Regions from separate parts of the Mus musculus genome. Here all the other regions are linked to region 2. The links are chromatin contacts, called in public HiChIP or PLAC-seq and promoter capture Hi-C maps. All regions are on one chromosome and are shown on one strand. Each heading gives the region's core, a stretch centred on a gene start, on an enhancer-like site or on the middle of the called end of the contact. The rest is flanking DNA. Distances are from core to core; before and after follow the strand shown.

Region 1 (3,468 bases), core at 626-3,125, 91 kb before region 2:
GAGACAGGAGACAAGAGACAGGAGACAGACAGGAGACAGGAGACAGACAGGAGACAGGAGACAGGAGACTCATAGCTAGTCATTATGTAGAGTGAGAGTCATTGGAGCACACAGCTCTAAATGAGATGTCTTCATCAAATCCCTCCCCTTAGAGCTGAGGGAACCCCTCAGAAGAGGAGACACATTGGAACAAGTTCTTGAATGAGGCTGTGTGAGAGGATTTCTGAGCCCTTATAAGAAAACTCCAAGTAAATAAACAAGACAAAAGTCTTGTAATCTATGTTCCTCCCCAAGATGGGCTGTTCTCGGAATGTGCTCCTCCCTGATGTAGTGGATATGATAGTTTACTTCAGATTACTCATTACAAGTGGCAATTCCTCATTTGTTTATATTATCTGTATAGGAAAACATATTTTCACCTGCAGCTTAGGATTATATACAGCTTGAACTCACAAAAAACTTCACCCAGGTGACTTTCCTTAACCCTCAGGAAATGGTGGTTAAGATGCTCTGAATAAAGAAGGTTCTTTCTTTCTTTTCTTTCCTTTTTTTTTCATAAAGGCGGTTCTTGAGTGAGACTTTATTCTATCTTATTTACTGGCTCCATTCTTGTAGGTCTTATCACCAACTAGAGCAGCAACTGGGTGGAAAAGTACAAGAGCCAGAGGGGATGAAGCATACTAGGAGACTAAGACCCTTTGAATCAACTGAGCAAGGCTCATATAAACTCAGAGGCTGAAGCAAAAAGCACAGGTCTTGCACAGATCTGCACTGGGTCCTATGCATATACATTATAGCTTTCAGTTTAGTATTTTCATGGGACTCCTTTTAAGTTCCTGAACAAGTGGGTCTCAAATCCCTATGCCTACTCTCGGGGCACTTTTCCTTCTGTTGGGATGCCCTGTTCAGCTTCAACGTGTTGGGCTTTGCTTTGTCTTATATTTTATTTTGCCATGCTTGGCTGTCTTCTCTTAGAAGCCTGCTGTTTTCTAATGAGAGATAAAAAAAGGAGTGGATCTGAAGGGAAGGGGAGATGGGAAGGGGAGATGGAAAGGGACAGGGAACAGAGGGAGGGAAAATTGTAGTCAGGATATATTATATGAGAAAAGAATCTATTTGCAATAAAATAAAAGAATGAGGAAATATGATTTTAGTAAAGTCACAGCATAGTCCTGCACAAATTCTCAAAGCTTTCAAATGACAGGCCTAAGTTTTCCTGTTCTGTGTCAAACCCAGTCATGGTCCTGTTTGTTTTGTCATTTAATAAACAAAGGTCCTATCCTAGATTTCTAGACTTCATGACTCTTTGTCATCTATGGATACCAGCTGGCCATTCACTAAAATCCAGAGGGTCTTTCTGTAACTAAGATACAGAAAAAAAGAGGATTAAGAATCCTATCAAGGGCTGGAGAGATGGCTCAGTGGTTAAGAGCACTGACTGTTCTTCTGGAGGTCCTGAGTTCAAATCCCAGCAACCACATGGTGGCTCACAACCATCTGTAATGTGATTGGATGCCCTCTTCTGGTGTGTCTGAAGACAACTACAGTGTACTTACATATAATAAATAAATCTTAAAAAATTAGACTCCTAACGATAGCTGTCTGCTCTATTACAACAACAACAAAAAAAAAACCTTTGCAAATGGCTCAAGATTTCACATCTATTCTTTTACCCAAAGTTAACAACTTCCCATAATTTGTAAACAAGTATTCAAACAAAAACAGAGGCCCAGTAATCTAGAAGAACAAACCAGAGGGGTAGGTAGGGTACATCCTAGGTCCTCTCCCAAGGAATGAAGTCATCTCTTTGTTGTGGCCTTCAGGAGCACTGTGTGATGTAATCTGCCTACTATTCCAGTCTCATTCCAGTTGCTGCCCTCAGATCTTTGGGCTAGTCTCTGGGAAAGCTTACAGTTCCTGGAATTCTCTTTGAGCCCTGCATAGACCACTTTCTTTGTCCTTTTGCCAGGAATGCTCCTACTTACTAGCCTTCACAATGAGGTCTCACAAAGTAGCCTTCCTTACATCCCTTGAAATGTATGCTTTCAGAGAACTGCTAGTTTGGTCCACAGCACCCATTTCAGGACTACTTCATTTGTGAGATTATTTACTTAACAGTCACATTAAGAAGATAATTCACAGCCCTGTGGTCCCATGTAACTGTCTAGCTTACTTTTAACATAATAATACAATATTATCAGAAATACAGCCACTAAAGATTAACAAATACAGTGCACTTAAATAAATCATCTTTGTTTCTATACACTTTTAAAGCACTGTGATTCTAATAAAGCCTTAGTATTATTATGCACAAATTCAGTGCTATCACAAAGGCATATGTATAGCAGTCACAAACATGAAGGGATAAAAGTGATGAAGTTAAATACTCATGGGAGCAAATATGGAGACAAAGTATGGAGCACAGACTGAAGGAAAGGCCATCCAGAGACTGCCCTACCTGGGGATCCATCCCATATACAGTCACCAAACCCAGACACTATTGTGGATGCCAACAAGTGCTTGCTGACAGCAGCCTGATATAGCTGTCTCCTGAAAGGCTCTGCCAGAGCCTGACAAATACAGAGGTGAATGCTGCCAGCCAACCATTGGACTGAGCATGGGGTCCCCAGTAGAGGAGTTAGAGAAAGGACTGAAGGAGCTGAAGGGGTTTGCAACCCCATGGTAAGAACAACATTATCAACCAACTAGTACCCCAGATCTCCCAGGGACTAAACCACCAACCAGAGTACACATGGAGGGACCCATGGCTCCAGCTGCATATGTAGCAGAGGATGGCCTTGTTGGGCATCAATGGGAGTCAAGGCCCTTGGTCCTGTGAAGGCTTGATGCCCCAGTGTTGGTGAATTCAAGGGCAGGGAGGCGTGAGTGGGTGGGGGAAACACCCTCTTAGAAGCAGGGGGAGGGGTGTTGGGCTAGGGGGTTTGGGGGGGAACAGGAAAGAGGATAACATTTGAAATGTAAATAAAGGAAATATCCAATAATAAAAAAAAAAGACAACTACAAAAATAAAAAGTGATGAAGTTACAAAGACTAGCAGAAGGAGTGATATCTTGATTTCGCATCCTAATAGCTTGCCATTCAATAGTAACTATAAGCCATGTGGGATTTCTAGGCACATCAATTATAATCCTCAAGCAAACAATTATTGTTAACACAAAGCTAAAACAATTTCAGATTGTGAAGTTTCAAACAAATAAGACGAACTACATAGAGGCATACCTAAATGACTCAATTTTTAAAAATTAGGATTCCATTTGTATATTAATTAACCCTGTTGATTTTACATATAAAACTTACCTTTGAAAATCTAAGATAGAAAAATACTTTAATTTTCCTTAACTCGACTAGATTTTGTTAAAATAATGATAAAATATTCTATATTTTCAGTCCCGATTAATTTTTTTAAACTTCTATTACTTTTATTTCAAACTATCTAGTAATTACATC
Region 2 (3,203 bases), core at 411-2,910:
CAGGCAGCCCACAGTCACACACCTACTCCAACAAGGCCATATCTCCTAATAATCTCCTAATAGTGCCACTACCTGGGCCAAGCATATACAAACCATCACAACCATCTTCTGTAGTTTCTCTGGACTTGTAAGATAGACACACTATTTTCTTTTTCTTTTTGCTGACATGGTCTCTCTTAGGATGCCCAGTGTGGCCTTGAGCTCCCGATTGTCTTGCTTCAGCATCCAGAGCATTGAGATTATAAATGTGCACCACCATACCCTGGGTACAGGATGAGCTGAACACTCAATGCATGCAAATCTACTAGAATCTTACCAATTGACCACAGGGAGAAAAATAAAGTTTGAAGTAACAGAAAAGTCAGGCTAGCACTAGAATTATTTTTCATTACAAGAGGAAAAGAAATGGGATGTTTTAAATACATTGATTTTTCACATAAGTACATACTCCCTGTTAAGTCCTCCTTTATCTGTTTACCTGTACAGAAGAAAAATCAGAGGTGCCAAAGGATTAAACAAAGGGTCTTTCAGTTACAATGTAAGGGAACCAGGGTTGGAACTCAGCAAACCTGGCTTTGGAATTTGACAAACTTGCCTTGGCTTCTGAATAAAACTAAGTACTTACCTATTGTTTTTGAAATATGTCATGCTGTTGTTGAGATAATATCTATTATGCTCTCTTCCATAACTGAAGACATAATGGGACAAGTTATAATTCTAGTCTGGCAGTTTTCAAGGTTGCTTACATTCTTTTTGCCTCCTTTTTCGCAGGAGAAACAGGGTTTTTGAGCTTTGAGTTGGCTCAGTGGTTTAAGAGGGTTGTCTGTTCTTCCTAGAGTTCTTGAGTTCAATTCCCAGCAACCACATGGTGGCTCACACCCTCTTTCTGGCAAAGAGGTGTACACGAAGGTAGAGCACTCAAAATAAATTAACATTAAAACAAAAACAAGAAACAGGGTTGCACTGAGTGACCAACCTCACAGGAACCTCACCTTCCCACTTTCAGATGTACTTTCAACATACCTACTGTTGAAATGAGGTCAAGCTGAGGGAGGGAAAGAGCTGGAAAAGCCCGAGCCCCGTGCAAACTTTGCTGTGTTAAAGCAACACAGCGTGGTCTTGCCTACAAAGCAGTGTGCAATACAGTGGGCTCCCGCCTTTTGGGGAATTGAGGATTAAGAGACTAACATGACAGAGGCAGGCTTGGGCTCTAATGGCCTCTCAATGACACATCGCCTAAGGGTGAGACCTGAGTTTTCTGGTCACCTGGCCACTTATGAATAAAAGCTCTTTATTACGACCGCGCGAGCGATGACCGCTCAACAGCGAAGCTTTCTGCAGGCTGAAAAGGCCCACGAGGGGCGCCGGAGAGCCCTGTCCTCTAGGGCGGGGACGCAGGGCCCGGCGCACCCTCTAAAGCGCCTGCGCGCGATGCGCCCCAGGGAAGGATGAGGAAATCGTCGACTCACTTCCGCTTCCGCACACCTTGGCACCGCCCCTCGGAGGGTGGCGACGGAAGTGACGCAAGGACCAAACGGCAACAACAGTTTTCCACGTGCGCGTAGGGCGCCAAAGTCAGGTGGGCCGGCGGGAGCCAATGGGGAAGCGTTTCGTGTAGGTCGGCTCTATAAGCGGTCGCGCCAGCCACGGGCTCCCGCCAGTAGGGAACGGGCCGAGCTGGGAGGAGGCTACTCGGCGTTCGGAGGCGAGGTCGGAGCCTGTGCGGCCGGGGTCAGGGAACCGGAGCCGGGCCGCCGCGCTGTGGAGAAGCTGCGTCGGGGCGCACAGGTAAGGACCGGGGAGGGTGGCGCCGAGTCGGGTCCCGCTTTGTGTTCCGCCTTGGCCTTGGTGTCCTACCACCTATCAGCCGCGTTGGGAAGCCAAGCGACGCGACTGTACCCCGAGATGGCTGCGTCACAGCTCGTGCTTGCGGTGGGGTTGGGGGGTCGTCTTCCCCGAGGCCAGGCCGGCAGGTCGCGGAGCTCGCCGGCAGGGCCGGAGCATGGAGCTGACGCTCTGAGTGGAGTGGGCCGGGACGCCGGACCGGCCAGCCCTCCAGCGGGTTCGGGGAGGGCGATCCCATTGTTTGGGCAGAGTGGGTTTGATGGGGAAGCTAAAGCTCGGGCACTAAAAACATCTCCAGGGGCAGCTTGAAGCGGCGGGATCTCGTTTGTCACCGAGCCGCCTTGCTGTCAGTTGTGGACCAGCCCTTTGACTAGCGAACAACCGCAGCCTCTGGCGACCATCATCGGACATGCTCCGCTTACATTAACTTTAAAAAAAAAAATCTACTTTTTTTTTTAAGTCAGGGTAGATCTGGCTGCCCTGGAGCTCACTATGGAGACCAGGCTGATTTTGAACTCAAAGTGATCCCCGCCTGCCCCTGCCTTCTGAGTGCTGCGATTAAAGGCGTGGGGCACAACGCCAGGCTTTCTGCTTGAGTTCTTTAGAGAGTTTGTACTTGGTACGCGTGACTATGACTAAGTCTCGGGAAAAAAGTAATCTACCTGCTAATTATGCTTAGGATAGGCCACAGGAGAGGTTGGCTGGCAGTTTCCACAAACCATAGTGCCTTTTTCATCAGCCCTGTTATGTCATCATAGGTCATTAAGGACTTCTGTGGTACAGCATTCAAAAAAGCAAAGAAATACACTTCATCTCGAATCATTATGTGTTACCAATAGTTCTTAGGTAAAACTTTGTTTTAAAGAGAAACATTTTACTTGCTGAGAAATCTGGGAAGCCCAGTAATAACCCAACTTATCCAAAGTATAAACTTTTCTTCCTCTGGTAGCTCAGCTTTCAAAGAAGTATAAGTTTTACTAATTGTGAGCCTTAAGCAGATGTTATTTACCGATATTTCTGAAGTATTTGGGAAGTTAAATTTATGCAAACAGACTATTTTAACCACTTTAAGATCAAATAGATTTTACAGATTTGAGAAAAATCTTTCCTTCCCCACCTTTGCCTTTCTTCCTGCGGTTCTAGCCAAACACAGAAAAGACAGATTTCTTTTTCAGTAATTGGTTTATATTCTGAAATTAAATGTGGTAATGAAGACAGCGCTGAGGAAGCTGGGGTAGATCAGGAGCCACCTCAGGAAAATGCAGTATTAAATAATAATATAAACAAGTAATAATACCTTTTGTATCACAGGCAGACAAGTTCACCATCAAGTAGTAGAAATCCTAAGCCTTCCTAAG
Region 3 (3,154 bases), core at 387-2,886, 73 kb before region 2:
CTCGGAGACTAAAACAGTAATTATATTTTAGATCTCTCCTTTCTAGGTATCCCTGACATGAACATTATCTTTAAAAGCACACCTGTATTTCAAAAACATATCTCCAAAAATATATCAATATATATGAAAGATAAATCTTAAATTTTAGGAATATGAAATATATAAACTCTGAATGTATGTGTTATACAATATAAAACTACTGAAGGGTACATTTCAAAGAAATACTTTTCAACAAGACAGATATCAAATGGTAGAGAAAGTATGAATTAACAATTTTCTGAGTGGTAGGTTAAAAAAAAGCACTAACTGGGTTTTAGTAAACAGTAACAATATCATTATGGTATTTCCAAATTAGGGGATAACGTGAAATGTTGGGCCCCATTTTGGCCCTGGTTTGGGCCTTGAGGACAAACCCAAGCCTGGCTTGAGTTTCTGCGGTCTTGTGGGAACACCTAAGCCTGACTTGAATTTTGAGACCTGTCTCATTCCCTTACTAGCTGGGTGACTCAGTAAGACTAGTTTGGCCCTGCCTCTGCCCTGCCTCTACCCCGCCACTGCTGATGTAGAACTCTGCCTTTGGCCCTGTCACTCCATACCCTCGGTCACCCTTCTCCACTTCCTACGACATCTTACCCCACCAACAATCCCCCTCCCTATGTTCCGAACTTATATAAGTGAGGGGCTGATGCCGTAAAGCTGAGTTCCTGCTTCAACAAGACTCCTGGCTTGGTGTGTTTCTTTTAGGCCATGGGCTCAGCCCGGGAGAGACCCTGGCGGGGCCGGCAAAGTGCAAAAGCAATGGCTTTCCACATTATGTTTCCGTCTTTTGCTTTTAGACAGAATCTTAATAAATAGCCTAGGCTGGTCTCACATTTATGATCCAAATACTGGGATTAAAGGTGTTTGACCACATCTGGCTATTTCCTATCTTGAAAAATAATTACACAGTAAAACAGCTGCACTGCAATTAAGAATTTGACGATTCTGAGGCAATGGAACTGACATAAACGTATGCTCCACTTCAAAGTATAAATATTCATGCTCATAGCAGAATTTATGTCACAGCACAAAAGGAACTCATTAGCCTAATGTGTATGATAAAATAAGACAATTCCTGAATATATATTGTATGATTTAAAAGAACAAAAAATTTTAAATAAAAAAGGCTTTGCATTCCCCACTTTAATAGGCTTATTTAAATTTTTTTTCAAGACAAATATTAAATAAGTTAGAAATTACCTTGATAGCCACTCCTTTTCCTTCAGGAAATTCTAGAAGATGAAAAGTCAGTTCTTCAACCCTAGTAATACAGAGCTTTGGGTCGGCTGTTCTTCTTAAGGCCTGAACTAAGGCTCGAGTTCTGTTATCAATACTCACTCTTGCAATAATCTGTAAGGGGATATGAAACATGATTAGAAGATGGAGTTACTCTACAAATGGTTAACATTTCTTAAGCCCACACTGAAAGACAACTTGCCTTTTCTTGCTGAAGTAGCACACGCTTTTTCTCCTCTGCCTTCTTGTCTTTGTTAACAGCCTGCTCTGTTTTAGCAGACACTTCCTGTTCTTCGGGCGGACTCTTGGGATCAGACTTTAATTTGGGTACAAGTCCACCAATGTAACCACCGACTAAGGCTTGTACGCCTTCAGTGGGACGAGAAAGGAAGTTAGCAATACTTTGTTTTGCAGACACTGGGTGAGCCTCAGGCATCTGGGTCGGGCTGGAAAGTTTGTCTTTAACTTCTAGGGGAGATTCCGAGTCTGGCCTGTCTGCCACGGTGTCAGGGCCTGGAGAACTGGATTTCCTTTCTTCAAGGTCTGGCTTGTCCTGAAGCTGTTTATCTTCCTTTGTTTGAGACATTTTTCCCTTGCTTTTGAAATAGGAATTAATATGATTTGCTAAAACGGAGAATGACTCTCCAAATCTGGTGGTTATACCGTATGTGTAATGGAAAAGGCTGTGTTTACCTGAATCTTCTTCTTTATCTGCAAAGTAACTTTTCTGTTCTGCTAAAGAATTCTTTCCTGCTGATTTATCACTATAGTTTTTCAGAGACTCGACGGCTTGCTTAACATTTTTTTGTTTTAACCATCCCTTATCTGATACTTTTCTTAATATTCGAGAACTTGGCTTAAATTGAGCTAACCGTGTAACCATTTCATTTTGACTGCCAAAAATAGCCTTTGAAACTGAATTCAAAGTACTTTTAATACGGGACATATGAATGCTCACTTTTGTAAGTCCCTTGGGAGCAGAAGTGCTAAGTCTCACAATTCCAAAGTGTAAGCCATGGTTGCTTGGAGAGTGCCAGTGTTTGCTGCAATGTGCTTCACTTCTATTCCATTTACAGCTTTTCTTACTTGTGTGAAACTCTCTGTGCACATTGACATGGTTCATGCGCCAATACTGTTTAGAACACACAAAATGCAATTGTTTGCTTCTCTGTTTCCCACAAAGACTTCTTGCATTATTAAGGAAGTAAATATATATATCTAGAGTCAAATTAATAGACATAACTTAAAAATCATTTATTTTCTATGTGACATTCTCTCATTCCATTCCTGAATGCTTCATTTAGGAAATTCCATAATTCATGGTCTTACCTGAAATAGTTAAAAAAAAAATTAATTAGCATTCAAGTTAAAAATTAAAGTTGAGTTAATATATATGACTTTGTACCACAGCAATAAACCATCTCAAAGAAAGATGGAATAAAGCTAGAGAGATGGTTCAGCAGTAAAGAGAGTACTTCTTGCTCTTGTTAGAAGACTGGGTTCAGCTCCCAGTTCCAGGGGGTCAGGTACCCTTTCCAAGTCTCCAAGGGCACTGCACAAATATGGTACACAGATATATATGCAGGGAAAACACTCAAACACATAAAAAAATCAATACATGAAAATTTTAAAAGATACACTACTGTATCTCCAAAATGCTGATGAGATTTCATTTTTAAAGTAAGGAGGAATAAATAAGCGTTCACTGCAGATGTCAGTGAGAAGCTGGAAGTAGGATGTTTAGGAGAAGAATTCAGAGACATCTCCTACTAGGTTTTTCTAATTATACAGTTTCTCTTTTTATTATTCAATTATTCACTAGTTTAAGACATCAGATTTTTAGTACTCTGAAGGCAAGGGTCAGGCCTTTATTTAATCT

The links. Promoter capture Hi-C pulls out the DNA fragments that hold promoters and counts their contacts. HiChIP or PLAC-seq counts read pairs in DNA pulled down with a chosen protein or histone mark.
Region 1: an H3K27ac HiChIP or PLAC-seq map of extraembryonic endoderm stem cells shows a contact between it and region 2. The contact joins the enhancer-like site here to the promoter of Dnajb9 in region 2. A contact is called at or near these places in 6 of 39 promoter capture datasets (the C10 cell line, liver, neutrophils and 1 more), 4 of 115 datasets of contacts at active chromatin or transcription factors (bone marrow-derived macrophages, extraembryonic endoderm stem cells, large pre-B cells and 1 more) and 3 of 9 other capture datasets (adipose tissue, liver and pancreatic islet).
Region 3: a contact with region 2 is called in a promoter capture Hi-C map of pre-B cells. The contact joins the enhancer-like site here to the promoter of Dnajb9 in region 2. A contact is called at or near these places in 15 of 39 promoter capture datasets (the 3T3-L1 cell line, the C10 cell line, the HPC-7 cell line and 10 more), 4 of 15 datasets of contacts at CTCF or cohesin (CD8 T cells, the NIH/3T3 cell line, large pre-B cells and 1 more), 49 of 484 Hi-C or Micro-C datasets (the AML12 cell line, B cells, the Ba/F3 cell line and 39 more), 14 of 115 datasets of contacts at active chromatin or transcription factors (the 230-238 cell line, the HPC-7 cell line, bone marrow-derived macrophages and 8 more) and 3 of 9 other capture datasets (adipose tissue, liver and pancreatic islet).

What each region holds. Positions count from the first base shown.
Region 1 is chr12:44,299,423-44,302,890 of GRCm38.p6, reverse strand. All of the region lies in intron 7 of Pnpla8 (patatin-like phospholipase domain containing 8), which reads right to left. Among named protein-coding and RNA genes, the nearest start is that of Nrcam, 28 kb to the left of the region's middle. Within about 2 kb of position 1,875, at least 10 of the 459 cell types and tissues checked have an H3K27ac peak or open chromatin away from gene starts, as enhancers often do. A contact at or near this core is called in extraembryonic endoderm stem cells, where this site is marked.
Region 2 is chr12:44,208,525-44,211,727 of GRCm38.p6, reverse strand. It overlaps Dnajb9 (DnaJ heat shock protein family (Hsp40) member B9), which reads left to right and starts at 1,660. Exons shown (of 3, transcript NM_013760.4): 1 at 1,660-1,788. It overlaps Mir5627 (microRNA 5627), which reads right to left and starts at 1,415; the gene lies at 1,355-1,415.
Region 3 is chr12:44,282,028-44,285,181 of GRCm38.p6, reverse strand. Pnpla8 (patatin-like phospholipase domain containing 8) reads right to left here. Exons shown (of 10, transcript NM_026164.2): 2 at 1,478-2,604; 3 at 1,240-1,389. The coding sequence starts at 2,515. Among named protein-coding and RNA genes, the nearest start is that of Pnpla8, 14 kb to the right of the region's middle. Within about 2 kb of position 1,636, at least 37 of the 459 cell types and tissues checked have an H3K27ac peak or open chromatin away from gene starts, as enhancers often do. A contact at or near this core is called in the 230-238 cell line, the CH12 cell line, LSK cells and 7 more, where this site is marked.